3 separate regions of the Sus scrofa genome follow, and regions 2 and 3 are each linked to region 1. The links are chromatin contacts, called in public Hi-C and HiChIP or PLAC-seq maps. All regions are on one chromosome and are shown on one strand. The core of a region is the stretch at or near the end of the contact, and the rest is flanking DNA. Distances in the headings are between cores, read along the strand shown. Region 1 holds the start of ZNF503 (zinc finger protein 503). Region 2 overlaps LRMDA (a long non-coding RNA gene). Region 3 overlaps LOC106507128.

Evidence for each region. A called contact is a pair of places that touch in the nucleus more often than the background predicts. HiChIP or PLAC-seq counts read pairs in DNA pulled down with a chosen protein or histone mark.
Region 2: a contact with region 1 is called in a Hi-C map of epiblast stem cells, with 2.1 times the contacts expected there. The contact joins the enhancer-like site here to the promoter of ZNF503 in region 1. A contact is called at or near these places in 3 of 47 Hi-C or Micro-C datasets (epiblast stem cells, fibroblasts and liver) and 1 of 2 datasets of contacts at active chromatin or transcription factors (skeletal muscle).
Region 3: an H3K27ac HiChIP or PLAC-seq map of skeletal muscle shows a contact between it and region 1. The contact joins the enhancer-like site here to the promoter of ZNF503 in region 1. A contact is called at or near these places in 5 of 47 Hi-C or Micro-C datasets (alveolar macrophages, embryonic fibroblasts, fibroblasts and 2 more) and 1 of 2 datasets of contacts at active chromatin or transcription factors (skeletal muscle).

Annotation. Positions count from the first base shown.
Region 1 is chr14:77,927,381-77,930,080 of Sscrofa11.1, forward strand. It overlaps ZNF503 (zinc finger protein 503), which reads right to left and starts at 1,374. Exons shown (of 2, transcript XM_021073148.1): 1 at 299-1,374. The coding sequence starts at 601. LOC106506044 (a long non-coding RNA gene) reads left to right here and starts at 2,040. Exons shown (of 3, transcript XR_001301017.2): 1 at 2,040-2,700.
Region 2 is chr14:77,995,866-77,998,565 of Sscrofa11.1, forward strand. All of the region lies in intron 2 of LRMDA (a long non-coding RNA gene), which reads left to right. Among named protein-coding and RNA genes, the nearest start is that of LRMDA, 39 kb to the left of the region's middle. Within about 2 kb of position 1,401, at least 8 of the 83 cell types and tissues checked have an H3K27ac peak or open chromatin away from gene starts, as enhancers often do. A contact at or near this core is called in epiblast stem cells, where this site is marked.
Region 3 is chr14:77,838,406-77,841,105 of Sscrofa11.1, forward strand. All of the region lies in intron 4 of LOC106507128, which reads left to right. Among named protein-coding and RNA genes, the nearest start is that of COMTD1, 53 kb to the left of the region's middle. Within about 2 kb of position 1,431, at least 51 of the 83 cell types and tissues checked have an H3K27ac peak or open chromatin away from gene starts, as enhancers often do. A contact at or near this core is called in skeletal muscle, where this site is marked.

The sequences.
Region 1 (2,700 bases), core at 124-2,623:
GGAACCAACCATATTTTGGACTCCAGTAGGTCTTCTGGGCTGAAAGTAAGGGGGCCTGAGTCGTGGAAGGCGTTTTAATACCAAAGGGAGAAACAAGTTTTGGCTGCCTTGTCTCTCAGCATTCACACCCCGTTCTACCTCCTCCCCCCTTTCCACCCTAGTTTTAAGGTGCGGGAGCACTATCCTCTCCCCCCATCCCGAAGCTGAATCACTCCGATACCCCCACCTTCCAACCCCCAGATCCCGAGAGCAGCAGCCGGGTGGTGGTCCCAGCGCGATCCGGGGATAGGGTCTTTACCTCTATGGGGCTGACAGGAGTGGAAGGCAAGGGCTGCAGGTATTCGGGGTGCAAAATGTGGCCAGTCCGTGCGGTCAGCATCTTCAGCACCTTGATAGGCAGGCGGTTAGCCTGGCGGAGAGGGTCAGAGGGGGGCACGGCGTGCACAAAAGGCTTGGTGCTGCCGGCCGGGGACGAGCCTGGGCCGGGGCCGGAGCTATTTCCAGAGAGCGCGCTGGTCCAGGCAGGGTCCGCACTGCTGCCGCCGCCGCCGCCGCTGTGCTTACTGCTTCTTAGGGCAGAAAGCGAGGGCGCTGTGCTCATGACCCACCCGCGCGCATGGGAGCAGCGGGGGGAGGGCTCCGCGAGGCGCGGGGCGGGCTCGGGGCTGCGCGCTCGCCCGGGGAGCAGGAGCAGCAGGAGGAGCTGGCGAGGCGGCCACCGGCGCCCAGCGCGCCTTCTCGGCGCCTGGAGCCAGAAGCGAATAATCCTGGGTGGCCCGCAGCGGAGCCGTGGCCGAGCGGGAGGAGCCGGCCCGACTGCGGGAGTGCCGGGTGGCTCGCCGTATCCGCCTCGGGCTGTGCCCCTGCGCTGCGCACTCGCGGCCCGGCGCTGGCGCTGCGCTCTGCGATGTGAGCCGCTGCCTGTCCAGCCGGGGCTCTGGCGAGGAAACTCACTTCAAAAGCAGCTGCACCGAGGGGGAGATTAAAGCCTTTGCCGCCTTCCAATCAAATGGGAGCCCGAGGTGATTGGAGGGTCAAGGGGATGTGACGCGTCCCGCGCCGCTGCTGCCGCCGCCGCCAGGACTCTCAGCACTGGTTTTAATGGGCAGCTCCCACTTCGCCTCTCCCCCTGCGTGTCCCCTCCCTTGATTTCGCTCGGAGGACGAGCTGGACATTTATTCTACGTTTGCTATCTGCCGCCTCCCTCTTTTTTCTTCCTCGTCGTCCTTCCTTTCCCCAGCTCGAGAATAAACTGAAACCTTTTGCAGGAGGGTGCGTATGAGGAATAGATTGAGGGTGTTCGTAAGGAGCTCCGGCAGGAATCTGGACCACAGCCGGACTGTCAACTCCAGGGACGCACAGGGGGCGCACACAGTAAATATTCTCTCCTCCTCCTCAGTAACTGAAATCAATTGCGGTGCGGCCGCCTGGGTAAGGAAAGGTGGGGAGCAGGCGTTGGAGTTGGTCCGGCTGCCCGCCCGCTTTGATTTCTTGAGATTCGGCGGCGGAGAAACCAGAAGTCAGGTGGGAAGAGGAGGCGGTGGAGGCACGTCTCCGCTGGGTGTGCTAGGCTCCCCGCCCTTCCCGGCCACGTGACGCCCGGGGATGCGCAGATTGGGGCAGGAGCGGGGGTCACATGTTTCCTCTGTTTCACACTCAGCGCCCCCCCCCATTCTTACTCTCCCCTGCCACCCTCTCTTCTTCTCCCCCCTCCCCACCAGTTCTTTGGGCATCTCCACCCCTCCATCAATTGTCAATGTTCCTCGACCGCAATCAATCAGTTATTTGTCAGCTCTTGTCAATCCGCCGGTGATTTATGTCAGCTTTTGTTGCTGATTACAAGGCGGGTGCGACTTGAAGGGAAAAAGAGGGAGAGAGAGACGGAGAGGAAGAGACCGAGGGGGAATTGGAAGAGGGGGAAAGAGGAGCAGCCTCCTGGGATGAGAGCTGGGGGCTCTAAGAAAAAGAATGGAAGAGGAGAAAGACGCTCAGTGTCGGGAAAATGAATAGTGAGAGTAAAGTGCGCAGGTGCGCCCAGGGCGCCGGGAGGGGTGCTCTGGCCTGGGGTGTGCGCCTCGTTCCTTTCGATATCGGAGATAGGTACACCCTTCCACCTCTGGGTTTCCTGTCCATTGGGGCCGCGGAGTTAGGAGCCGCTCCGGGTATCGAGACGGGCGGTGGCGACGTCTAACACGGGAGATTTCCACCCCTACCCCCAGCCCCCAGTCAAGATAGTCCCTCCTGGACGTGTAGCGTTCAGTCTTTAGGCTGCCCTGCCGCGGACCCCACCCCGCGTAGTGCCGGGACCCTAAACTCGGAGACTTCTAAGAGCCACACCACCAATATAACCTTGAGTCCTGGAGGTCAATGATGGGGTACCCCTAGCCTCAATTCTTTGACGTCTCCACAATCGTGGCTAGGGCTAGGAGGCTACAAAGAAGAGGCCTGACCGTGTGTGTTTGGGAGAGATACATTTCAGGCTCACTCATGCCCCCTCCTCAACCCTTCCTTCACCTTGCGCCATCCCCGCAGGCTAGATAGCCGGTGTTACTCCCCTCTGCCCGCTAGAATTTATTGGAACGCCGAGCCGGGACTGACCTGCTCAGAGAAAGCAGAAAGAAGGAACGAGAGAGGGAGGGAGTGGCTGCCTGTGGGAACACTGGCTCTTCCAGGGAAGCGGAGCGGGACTGCCGCGTTCCC
Region 2 (2,700 bases), core at 151-2,650, 69 kb after region 1:
CCTCTGGGTGTGTGTGGATATGTGTGACATGGTTCTCAATTCATTTGATACACATCGTGTTGAGAAATGACCCTGATTACATATACTAGTGTCACTTCCTGTAGGAAATTGTTCTTGATTGTCTGTCAGTCCTTGCCTCCTGGTGTTGCCTCATGGTGCTGTCTACCAGTCAGACTAGGGCTCATAGAGAGGTGAAAACTCATTCTTTTATCTCTAGCATACAGTTATATTCAAAAATATCTTGTAAGAGACCGTAAATGTCATCGGGGATATCAGAATAAGATTCCCACATGGCTGATGGGGTCCTTGGAGAGAGTGGGACCTCATAAGAGGTCATGTGGGCAGTTCTGGTGGGTGCTGGTGGTGGTGGTGGTGTGTTCTGAAGGTCTAGGAGGCTATAAACTCTTAGGCCTTGTTGTGGTCTGTAAATGCAGGTCTGAAAGGAGAATTTTCTGGATCTGAAGCCAAGTGAAGAAAAGATAAGTTACTGAGGCGAGAGATGCTATTAACACAGCAGGCAGACTTCCTGATAATCAGGGAGAGCCGATTATCATGGTCATGTCTGTTTTTTATAACCTCGCAATAAGAGTGGTCTCACAATATGCCCAATTACCTGCTAATTGGTTGGGGAAAGAGGGGTCTTAGGATACACCGGCTCATTGGTTGGGGGAGGCCTATAATGCCCTTATAGGGGCATGCTGAGGGATGGGCCACATACTTTTCTTAGGAGGTGGCGGAGAGTAGGCCAGGTTCCTCAAGGTGGGGAAGGAGCATTACACTGAGAAGGGTGGGGTGAGGATAAGGGTCTAATAATTCTTGTCTTGGCCAGAGGCTTTGAGTTCTATCTCCTTGAGGAGGCCTCGAAGCCCAACAGGTTTTTTTCCCTTTAGTCCTAATTGTCCTCCCTTTGTGTCTCTTGGAGATGATTCTCCTCTGAGCGTCAAGCCCTCTTAGGAAGCTCTCTCTGGATATTATCATGGATTTTGGGTAGTTGAGGTCAGTTGTGGAGAGCCAAGGCCCTGGAGAACAATCTAGTGAAGGGATAGGGGCCATTCTGGGGGTAAGCCACGTTTCCTCCGGCTTCCAGTTTTCCTAAACAGTATTAATTTTGAGAACCCGGGACTGCTTCCAGAAATAATTGGATCACCAAGTCCTGGTCGTTAGGCAAGTAAAGTAGCCTCCGCCCCCAAAGCAACAGGCAAAGAGCTGATCATTGAAGCCCATTGTTTCAGGTAATTCATGGTTTGGTATCCAGGCTCCTTTGAAGTAAACCGACTCCAAAATATAAACCTTTCTTCTCATAATAGAATCCGCTTGTGTTATTTAAATCCCAGGGTTTTACATTACAATAGTCGCCCATCAGGCTTGGAGAGAAATGGAACTTTCTCTGACAATATGGTTTGTGGTGTTCTCGCAGGCTTAAAATTAAACCTAATCAGGAGGTGCCACTGAAGCCTGTGCTGAGTAAATGATGGAGCACGAAATAAAATGATTTATACAACTTTCTTTTCCAATAAGCAGTGCTTTTTAATGTTTTTCTCCTTCTGAAAGGAGGTGTGGGTGTTGAAAGTGAGTTTTGATGATGTTTTTCTTTAAGTGGTCCAAGACCACAGCATTCTGAGGGCTGCCCTCCCCCACCCCACTCCTTTCTCACGTGCTTGACTCTTGCTTGAACTTTCTCAATTTGCAAACAGAAGAATGTTCTGGCCACGTCAGAATTCTCAAGTCTGGCCCATCTGAATGGAAATGGGAGGCCAGCCTTGGGGGAGTGACTGGGATCTCAACTGAAAGTGACGTGAGTCAAGGCTTCTTCCTACTTACTGGCTTTTTGTTTCAAGACTGTCCTGTGAGGGTTAAGATGGTTGGTTGTAGCGGCCTCAGAATAGGTTAAATTTAAAAAAAAAAAAAAACCACTGCTTATGAACGTGATACCCCAAATGGGAATTGAGAACACGTGTGTGTGATAGGTTCCCAGGAGGATGGAGACAGACACCCCTCCCCAACCCCAAAATGTGGCTACTCACCTTGGAGACTTACTGTGGACACCCTCTCCTAGAATGTGGATTCTCAAGTTGGGGAGCAAGAAACAATGGCCTTCGGAAAACAACTGCCTGCATAGATTAACCTCCCACAAGGATTAACTGCCCTTTGTCATGGGACTCGACCCCCTACCCCTCCCTTGACCGTCCCCTCCTTCTTCGTATTTCCTGCCACAAGTTCCCGCCAAGAACTCCATCCAGCCACGAGTTCCCTCCACAGATCCTTTGTAAGCCTAACATCTCCTCACAGAGCTGGCGCCATCTTGAGCTCAGCCCGTGCCCCTCTGATGCCTTGATAAATCTCGTTTGCTTTACCAGCTTGGCCTTGCGTGTTCCTCCCTCAGCAAAGGGAGCCGTGTGGAGCAGTGTGGAACCAAGCTCAGCGAGAGGGGGTGTATCAACAGCTTGAGATGGGGGTGGGGGTAGGCTCTGCCCTGCCTTCCTGCCCTAAATATGTTGCAAACTCAGCCATCCAAAGCGGATTTCACTGGCTCCCTCCCCACATTTGTTCCTGTCTCCTTTATCTCAGTTCCTGGCGTGTCACCATCCTGCCAACCTCCCAGGATCACATTGAAGTTCATGTTGTGTACCTTCCAGAGTTGCTGAGGCATCTCTGTTGCTCTGCCTGCCCCCATCTCTTCTCTGCTCCAGACCTTGCTGA
Region 3 (2,700 bases), core at 181-2,680, 89 kb before region 1:
TTGAAAGTCAAGGAATATCTTCTCTCCCCCCAAACCAAGAATGAAAACAAAAAACAAAACAAAACAAAAAAGCCCTCCAAAAATAAAAGGAGAAAAATAAGCCTTTGCCTCTGGAGAAGTTAAAAAGACCTGTAGGAGCCCTGATGTAGGGTCTTCTGCTCCCATGTGGTAGATGAAGAAATAGAGGTCTAAGAAAATTATGGAGTTGCCTCAGTGCTCATGGTGGGACTGGGACCCTGGCTTCTTACCAGGAGCCCAAGGCCCTTCTCAAGAGCCCCTGCTGGCCAGCGGGAAGTGGGCCTGGCAGGGGTCATTTGTCTGTGTGAGGGCGGGGGATGCCCCACCTTGGCAAGGTGGAAATAGAAGCTCAGCTCAGGAAAATAGGGCCAAACCAAGTTCTGCTGGGAGCCCTTGCAGGTCCAGAGAATGGCTAAGAGGTCCCTGGCAGCTCTTCAGGCATCAGGGTGAAGGTCCATCCAATAGGCTTTATCTGGGCAGATTTCATTTCCTGTTGGAGGAAAAGGAAGAGATCTTTGCGTTTCTTTTCTGTTTTTTTTTCCCCTTTCAGACAGATCAGAAATCAGATCCCGTCAGATAGGCCCAGCTGAAAAGAAAGAGGCAGAGGCTGGCACAAAGAGAAGCTTCCCTTGCCAAAGTCACACAGCAAGCATCCAGAAAGGGCCCCTCCCCCCCAAGGAGGGAGAACGGGGTTCATGTGGGCCTCACTTTCCTCAAGAGCCTTGCTTTAGACTTTGAACATTTCCAAGTGAAGCTTTCTATACAGTGATGGTGTTATTATTTTTTGCATCTGGTTAAAAGCCACACAGTGTTAAATAGAAACTTGAAGATTTCACACTTCTCACTCGGGTGCAGCATCTCCTGTTTCGGGCAGGGGCGACCTAACAAAATGCAAGTGGCTGAAACCTCACTTGACCTCTGAGAGGCTCAGAAGGCAGTGCAAGAGGGCAGGGGACCCGAGAGGAGGAGGCGAGGGAGGGAAAGAGGGGAAGGGGAGGGGAGAGAAGCAGGAGGGAGCAGAGCGGAAGGCTGGGGGAGGCAGGAGGGAAAGAAAGAGGAAAACTGGAGGGAGGAAGAGGAGGGAGAGCCTGCGCGAGGGCGAGGGCGAGGGCGAGGGCGAGCGGTGGAGAGGGCAAGGTGACCGCGGGTATCAGTGAGGGGCCAATTGTCAAGGTTCTATCTGCGCGATGATTGATGGGAGCCTGGGTTTTTCTGTCAGCCTGTCACGGCGCAGGAATGTTTAATGTTCTCATTATTGGTTACGCTGTTGTGTATATTTCTCTGTCAGCACCGCGGACCCAGCTGAACTGGCAGAGCACTTCAAAGGCCTGCGGGTCATTCATCATCCCCGTGACGCTCCGGCAAATGCTCAGCTTCAGCTCCGCGCCAGGGATTTGTTATGACTTGCGAGCCGGCTGACAGACAGGGCTGTGGCGGCCGCGGGAGGGGACGCGGGAGGGAGGCACGCAGCCCTTTGGGTCACTCTGGGCCTACGGCAGCGCCCAGCGCCGGCACTCGGCGGTTCCCGTGGCGGATGGTGTGGGCCAGCCCAGGGTGACCCTTGAGGGCCCGGGGGGGGGGGGGCGGCAGGGCGCACCCAAGCTGGGGACCCAGGGCGCCCCCAACTCTCTCCTCAAGCCCGGCCGGCGCCCTCTCCCTCCAGTCCCACCCTCCTCCTCTCGGCTGGCGGTGGCGTCTCCAAAAGTTGTGCAGAAAACCCAGAGGCTGGAGGGGGGGGAGCGAAACTTGCAACCGTCCGGGGCCAGGGAGGGGCGGGTGGGGTGGAGAGGGGAGAGCAGAATATCGGAGCTTTGTTTCCTTTCCCAGGCCGTGACATGATTAATCGTTTTCTTCTGATCTAATTTTGGAACATGAAAAACAGCACATTTGTCTTGAAGAAAAATGATGTGCCGAACTGCGCAGATGGAAATTTCGAGCAATGAGAAAGATTAAAGTGAAACCCCACTCCTTAGACCTAATCATGAGTTGTAGATTATTCTGTCGGCCCAGCCAGATGGTAGCTCTGATTCCACAGCCCCTTCTTATATTAATGAATACTAGACTGTTATATTTGACTTAGGTAAGTGAAATGTCTATCAGAGCTAATGGACTGCCAGCCAGCATAACACATGTTGTACCGCTAAGGGTCCTTGCTGCATTTTTCATGTTTTATACTAATGTAGAACATTTTGTTTCCTACTGTTTTTCATCATTGTCACTGTTTGCTAAATATTTTCACATGGAAGGGGGGAGAGGGAGACAAAGTCAAGAGGAAAAAGAACCCCCCCCTCCAAACTTGTGTCCAAAGCTAATTTCCTCCCGTTGGGCTGGGCTATAACTCTACGAGTAAAACAGTCACCCCGAGCCATGCGTTCAGGAACTCAATAGTAACGTGATTAAGTTCCTAGTCAACAAGACTACACTCGACTGTATGTTAACAAACCTAATTATAGCCCCGCGGTGATAAATTGGGCCAGGGCCCTTGCTGCACATCTCTGAGGTCATGTCTCCAAGAGCAGCTTGACCCCCTAGTCCCAGGGGAGAGAATTGTCCTGGAGAGGAGTCCCAGGCTCAGCTGGGGGGGAAGGGCTGTTCCTCCCTGACCCACTTGTCCAGCTCCTGGGGAGGGTGGGCAGATGCCAGGAAACATTGCAGAGCAGAAGGTCAGAGGTCTGAGCCACT